Regions from separate parts of the Macaca mulatta genome. Here region 1 is linked to region 2. Evidence: chromatin contacts called from public Hi-C data. All regions are on one chromosome and are shown on one strand. The core of a region is the stretch at or near the end of the contact, and the rest is flanking DNA. Distances in the headings are between cores, read along the strand shown. Region 1 holds the start of OXA1L (OXA1L mitochondrial inner membrane protein). Region 2 holds the start of DAD1 (defender against cell death 1).

Region 1 (3,250 bases), core at 502-3,001, 180 kb after region 2:
TGAATGCTTTTAACTTCAAGAAACAGAACACCCAAGCAACAGATTTAGAGTCTAAACAGTAAAGACCTTTAATTATCTTTTTTTTCCTTTTTTTTTTTTTTTTTTTTTTGAGACAGAGTCTTGCTCTGTCGCCCAGGCTGGGGTGCAGTGGCCGGATCTCAGCTCACTGCAAGCTCCGCCTCCCGGGTTTAGACCATTCTCCTGCCTCAGCCTCCCGAGTAGCTGGGACTACAGGCGCCCGCCACCTCGCCCGGCTAGTTTTTTGTATTTTTTAGTAGAGACGGGGTTTCACCGTGTTAGCCAGGATGGTCTCGATCTCCTGACCTCGTGATCCGCCCGTCTCGGCCTCCCAAAGTGCTGGGATTACAGGCTTGAGCCACCGCCCCCGGCCTTTTTTTTTTTTTTTTTTTTTTTGAGATGGAGTCTCACTCTGTCGCCCAGGCTGGAGTGCAGTGGCTCCACCTCAGCTCACTGCAACCTCCACCTCCTGGGTTCAAGCAATTCTCCTGCCTCAGCCTCCCTAGTAGCTGGGACTACAGGTACGCACCACCACGCCCGGCTAGTTTTTTTGTTTGTCGTATTTTCAGTAGAGATGGGATTTCACCATGTTGGCCAGGCTGGTCTCGATCTCTTGACCTAGTAATCCACCAGCCTTGGCCTCCCAAAGTGATGAGATTACAGGCGTGAGCCACTGCACCCTGCTAAGACCTTTAATTACCTTACACAACAAAGTCTGGAGATAGACGGTTCCAAGCATGGTACATCAGCTCAATGATATCATCAAGTATTTGGGTGTTTTCTATCTTTGCCCTCAACCATCTTCAGCACGTGAGTTTTTCTTTTTTTTTTTTTTTTTTTTTTTTTTTTGAGATGGAGTCTCACTCTATCGCCAGGCTTAAGTGCAGTGGCAAAATCCCGGCTCACTGCAACCTCTGCCTCCCGGGTTCAAGTGATTCTCCTGCCTCAGCCTCCCAAGTAGCTGGGATTACAGGCGCCCGCCACAATGCTCGGCTAATTTTTGTATTTTTAGTAGAGATGGGGTTTCACCATGTTGGCCAGGATATCCTAGTCTCGATCTCTTGACCTCGTGATCCACCCGCCTCGGCCTCCCAAAGTGCTGGGATTACAGGCCTGAGCCACCGCGCCCGGCCTGCACGTGAGCTTTTCATCTCGAAACTTGTCCCCTCATGGTCAGTCCTCACACCACCCCACTTACAGAAGAAAAAATGGAAAGGTGAAGTCTCTGGAAGCTTTGTCTTTTTACCTGGGAGGAAAATATTTCCCAGCGGCTGCCTTCTCTTCATTTCTGTCAGACTCTAGACTACCCTCAAATTTCATTGGACCTGCGATTACAATTTACCTAGCAATAAGAATCAAAAGAATCGAACATCATTGAGTGGGAAAAATCCTCTGCAAGTACAGCCAAGACTTTTCTGAGGCTATTTTTAAACTGACGAATCAGAGGACAATCGCGACATTAGAGGAAAATTACCCAGGTTTACGCCATCACAAACGATGATAGCTTACGATGATAGCTAACCTGGCTCTTCCACTTCCTTTCAATCTCCAGAAAAGGCTCTCTGCGTGCTCATGGTAACGCGGCTTTTCAGATTTTTACCCACTTCAAATATGGCCGCCAAGCTCCGTTCTCTTTTACCACCTGATCTACGGCAACAACTCTGGCTTCATGCCCGCTTCCAAAAGTGCTTCCTCTCGCGGGATTGTGGTTCTTAGTGCGCAGGCGCAAAAGTAAGTCCTCTTCCGGACAAAATGGCGATGGGACTGATGTGCGGACGCCGGGAGGTTCTGCGCCTGCTACAGTCCGGGCGTCGGGTAAGGATGCCCCGGGGCTGAGCACCGGGATGCTGCCCTCACCCAGTGAACCAAGCCCCAGGACAGCTCGTGCTAGGGATATGAGCAGACGCTGACCCGCTCACCGGGACCTGAATGTCATGACCTCGGGTCTTGTGAGGACGCGCTAGGGTTAGTCCCCAACACTGTGGGCCCAGCAGCCCGGTGTCAGCTTCTGGAATTGGCTTCGCCCCTGGCGACAGCACCTCGGCCTAGTTCTCAGGGCCCCCCGATGCGGGTCTACGATAACTGAGATGCGGCGAACCCGGATTCAGCCTTTGCTCTGCAGGCATCACCAGCTGCATGCCTTCGGGCTAGCGGTCTGCGCGCGGTAAAAGCAATGTCTGCACCTGTAGTGGCCGGGCTGCTTGCTTTTTGGGAAGTTAGCATAACGAATCCCCTTTGCCCCTACGCGAGGACTTCTGCTCCCGGTAAAGGGGCTCCATCATCCTTTTACACGCTTAGGTCCACAGCGTCACAGGGCCCTCGCAATGGCTCGGGAAACCGCTGACCGCACGGCTCCTATTCCCAGCAGCCCGGTGCTGCTGTCGCCCACACTACCTCTTCCTTGCGGCTTCCGGCCCCCGCAGCCTCAGTACCTCTGCCATCTCGTTTGCAGAAGTCCAGGTAAGAGGCCTTTCGTTCCTGCAATATTAGGAGTGGTGTTTCCCGGTTGGTTTCATATTCTGTTTTGTTTGGGAGCAGGGGGAATATGAAGCAGAGTTCTTGTCCACGCTCCACACAGCTCTCCAAAACGGTAGCATCTCTGCTTGGGATGAATTTTCAATTCAGTGGGGAAATGATTGGAAGTACAACAGGAGAGATGTTATATTTGGTTTTCTGAGCTGTTTTAAAGAAAAGTAATTGTTTCATGTTAATATATGGTAAAAATCATAATAGTGATATTCAAATGGCTGAAGTTTGGGAAACAGTGATAAAAGAAATAACTTCCCAGCATGAAGGGAAGTCATGGAATCTTACTCAAAGTAACTTCTCTTCCTACCTATTGATAAAAATGAGATGTCCTTTTTAAGCTTGAATTCTATGTACACTAGGGTAACCTGGAAGAACAAGAAGTAGAGAGAACAGAACCCAGTACTGGTTATTTTAAGAAGGTCTCACTTTCTATGTGTTCACTACTGAATAAATATACAAGGCTTTCTTTCACACAGGTTCAGGCCCCTCCTGTTGTTCCTGCAACTCCCTCACCCGCAGCGGTACCTGAGGTGGCTTCTGGAGAGACTGCAGATGTAGTCCAAGCTGCTGCAGAGCAGAGCTTCGCTGAACTGGGGCTGGGGTCACACACCCCAGTGGGACTGATCCAGAATTTACTGGAATTTATGCATGTTGACCTGGGCCTACCTTGGTGGGGGGCCATTGCTGCATGTAAGGGGAATAT
Region 2 (3,368 bases), core at 177-2,676:
GGGCAAGAAAAGTCAGATTTTGACAAAAATTGATGGCGACAGTTCTCGCTAAATATAGCAGTCCACAAGGTTACCAAATCCTGGAATCAAAAGGAAAAATAAGGCTAAAATAGAATTATGTGAACAAAAATTGGGTTTAAGACAGTGAAATAACTTCCTCTACAAGAAAAAAAGTAGTAGCAGCTAAAAGGCAAAATCAAGTAAAGGATAATTCAACAAGAAAAGCACCAGCATTTATATTCTTTGCACTTTCATTGAAACGTTTTACCGGAGATTGGTAATGATTAGGTCAAGATGACAGAAATGATTCAAGGTTGGATTTTTCATTTGAAAAGTCTACTAATTTTAGACTTGTGTTAAACCTAAGTTAAAGTTGGAATAGGGTTTTCCCCGGACCAATATTAAGTGAAGTGGATCACCAGGTGGAGTAGCAGCACGAAGGTGGTTTCTTTAGACATTTAAGTCCAACTCCTACACAGCCGTTTGGTATTAGGCATGTGATCTAAGCTTTCTGGGCCTCAATTTCCCCATTCACAAAAAAAGAGCAATGCAGGCTCTTCTCATAACTTCAAGGGGCGGTGGTCTGATATAGAGTACTATGAAAACAAAAGTAGCACACCAAAGTAACACATTATTATTATGATCACTTATAGAACCATTACCCGCTAGGATGAAACTCCCCACACAAGAGATGAAGCCCGAGAGAAAAGAGTTGAAGGGGAAGGTTCCCACGAGGAGACAGTAACCGAATTGCAGCGCCCCGGTCAGCAGTATATACAGCAGGTACGCGTCCAGCAACTTCAGACGCTGCGGAGTGGAGCTCAAGTACTCTTCTAAGAAACGCGAAATGACAGACACTACCGACGCCGACATAACTACACGCAAGGTACTCCGGTCCGCGCGCCCAAAACTCCTAGAGGACCCGTCGACCACACCGGATGTGCTGTTTGCGCTTGCGCACCGTCGTGATCTAACTCCGCGCCTCCGGTGTGCCAATTTGCGCAGGCGCTGAGGCAGGCCAGGGCGCGTAACAACTACTGCGCAGACGTGGACTGCGTCAATAGTCCCAACTACAACTCGGAAAAGTTAATGCGTCTGCGCACGGCCCTATCAATGAGCTGGGGACGTGTACTCTTTTTGTTCTGTTTCCGCCCGTCAGATTGGTGACGCCCACAGTTGCTCTGGCAACAGGACACAGTGGGAGGAAGAGGGGAATAGGCTTTACTGCGGACGGCGTAGCTAACCGGAGGGAGCCAGAGTCCTGGAAGATTTAACGGTTTGCATCTACTTTGAGGCAATGCCTGGCGTTCCTGGGGTTTGATAACAGCCTGACCCTAATTCTGTTAAGGGCGCTGTTTGCAGATGTCTGTCACAGATCATTGGAACAAATCAAGTTCATCCGCAGTGAGACCCAGAGCGGCCAATAACTGTGCAGGCCCCAGTTTAGACTTAATTACTTGGGGGAGTGAGTGGGTGTGGTGAGGGGCGGGAGGCAGGGAGGAATCCTGACCTCTGCAGGGTTCTGAACTGGAACTCGAGATTTGGCCCTGCAGTGCCAATATTTATGGGCGCCTCCTTGGGGCCCGACGTTGTACTCACTTGTAGGGACTCACGTGAGTCAGATGTATTTGCAGCCTTAAAAGAACTGGTGAAGTGAGGGATAGTGGTCGAATATCGTGCAAAAAGCATATGGCCAAGTTTAGCAGCTCTCTTTCCACAAGCTGGTATCTTGAACCTGGTGTAATATCGCAGGACTTCAGCGCCGAAAGGCCCAAAAGAGCATTCCTAGTTAAACCCTACTGTCTCCAACTCAGTTTACAGAAGAAACTGAAATAGTTTCAGGTTTTGTATTTTAACAAGTGGGATTAGTTTGAGCGTCTTAACTTTTTTTTTTTTTTTTTTAGTCTTGCTCTGTCGCCCAGGCTGGAGTGCAGTGGCGCGATCTTGGCTCACTACTTGGCTCCGCCTCCCTAGTAGCTGGGACTACAGGCGCGCGCCACCACGCCCGGCTAATTTTTGTATTTTCAGTAGAGACGGGGTTTCACCATGTTGGCTAGGCTGGTCTCGAACTCCTGACCTTGTGATCCGCCTGCCTCGGCCTCCCAAGGTGCTGGGATTACAGGCATGAGCCACCGCACCGGGCCCGTTTTACCTTTTTTTTAAAAAAAACTTAAGTTCTGGCTTTCGTGGCCCTTTTAATTTCACATCAATCCAACCTTGTAGACCTAGTTCATCTCACCTTTTAGCTGTAAGTTTTTCTATACATAACCAGGTACTTTATTTTCACTTCTAAATAATTTGAACTGTACGTGAGCAAAATTCCTAAAACAGCAAGTGAACAACAGCATTCCAACCTTTTCACTTTTTTTTTTTCAGATGGGGTTTTGCTCTTGTTACCCAGACTGGAGTGCGATGAATGGCACGATCTCAGCTCACTGCATCCTCCACCGCCTGGGTTCAAGCCATTCTCCTGCCTCAGCCTCCTGAGTAGCTGGGATTACAGGCACCTGCCACCATGCCCGGCTAATTTTTGTATTTTTAGTAGAAACAGGGGTTTTGCCATGTTGGCCAGGCTGGTCTCAAACTTCTGACCTCAGGTGATCTGCCTGCTTCAGCCTCCCAAAGTGCTGGGATTACAGGAGTGAGCCAACCTGCCAGCCCCTTTTCACTTTTTATTTGCCTTTAGACTGGAAACTGTATACGCGTTAACTAACAAATGTATTATCAGTGGTCAGCAAAGCCTTACTTAAGTTCTAGGAATAAGAGAAATAACCTAAGAAACCTTTACAGTCTATCTGAAGAGATAGATTTATATTCATACCCATGGAGATTTGTGCAGTTATTTGAACATAAGTCAGCCTAAACCTATGTTGCTGAGAAGGAAAAAAAAAAAAAAAAAAGAGTAGATAACAAGCTGGTTCCTATTTCAATATAATATGGCAGGAAGCATAAATTTCTCTGACAAGTTGAACCTTTCTCTCTGCCTCATCAACAAGTAGGAGGGTAGATTCCTCACGAATATTCAACTTCAAACTTTACAGGCTAGGCTGACGCTTTTTAATCATTCAGGTGTGGATTCTTCAGGGAGTTTCTGTTCCATCAGCCAGGCTCCTTCCAGCGGTTTCTCCCTTAATGTTTTGTCTGCCTTTGATCTATGTCAACTATCATCATTAAGATCTCCCCAGGAACTCTCACAGGAAAGAAGAAGAAGAGATGAAAAACATCAAATGCACTTATCGAATGCATTTGTTTCTGAGACCTGCTAGTCACACCAATATACTACACTAGAGCTTTTCTGAACTACTTAAAACAGCAAGAAAAGGCCTATTCGGTTTATGATTCTATAATCATTGAAACATTTTTAACTG

The links. Hi-C and Micro-C count contacts between places; a contact is called where the count stands out from the background.
Region 1: a Hi-C map of fetal cortex germinal zone shows a contact between it and region 2, with 2.0 times the contacts expected there. The contact joins the promoter of OXA1L here to the promoter of DAD1 in region 2. A contact is called at or near these places in 3 of 14 Hi-C or Micro-C datasets (cortical neurons, fetal cortex germinal zone and fetal cortical plate).

Annotation. Positions count from the first base shown.
Region 1 is chr7:95,839,506-95,842,755 of T2T-MMU8v2.0, forward strand. OXA1L (OXA1L mitochondrial inner membrane protein) reads left to right here and starts at 1,752. Exons shown (of 10, transcript XM_077940624.1): 1 at 1,752-1,833; 2 at 2,317-2,544; 3 at 2,948-3,237. The coding sequence starts at 2,979. It overlaps LOC106999355 (a long non-coding RNA gene), which reads right to left and starts at 1,631. Exons shown (of 2, transcript XR_001446153.3): 1 at 1,541-1,631.
Region 2 is chr7:95,657,849-95,661,216 of T2T-MMU8v2.0, forward strand. DAD1 (defender against cell death 1) reads right to left here and starts at 1,427. Exons shown (of 4, transcript NM_001194131.2): 1 at 1,412-1,427; 2 at 663-943. The coding sequence starts at 873. It overlaps LOC144330171 (a long non-coding RNA gene), which reads left to right. Exons shown (of 3, transcript XR_013396085.1): 3 at 1-925.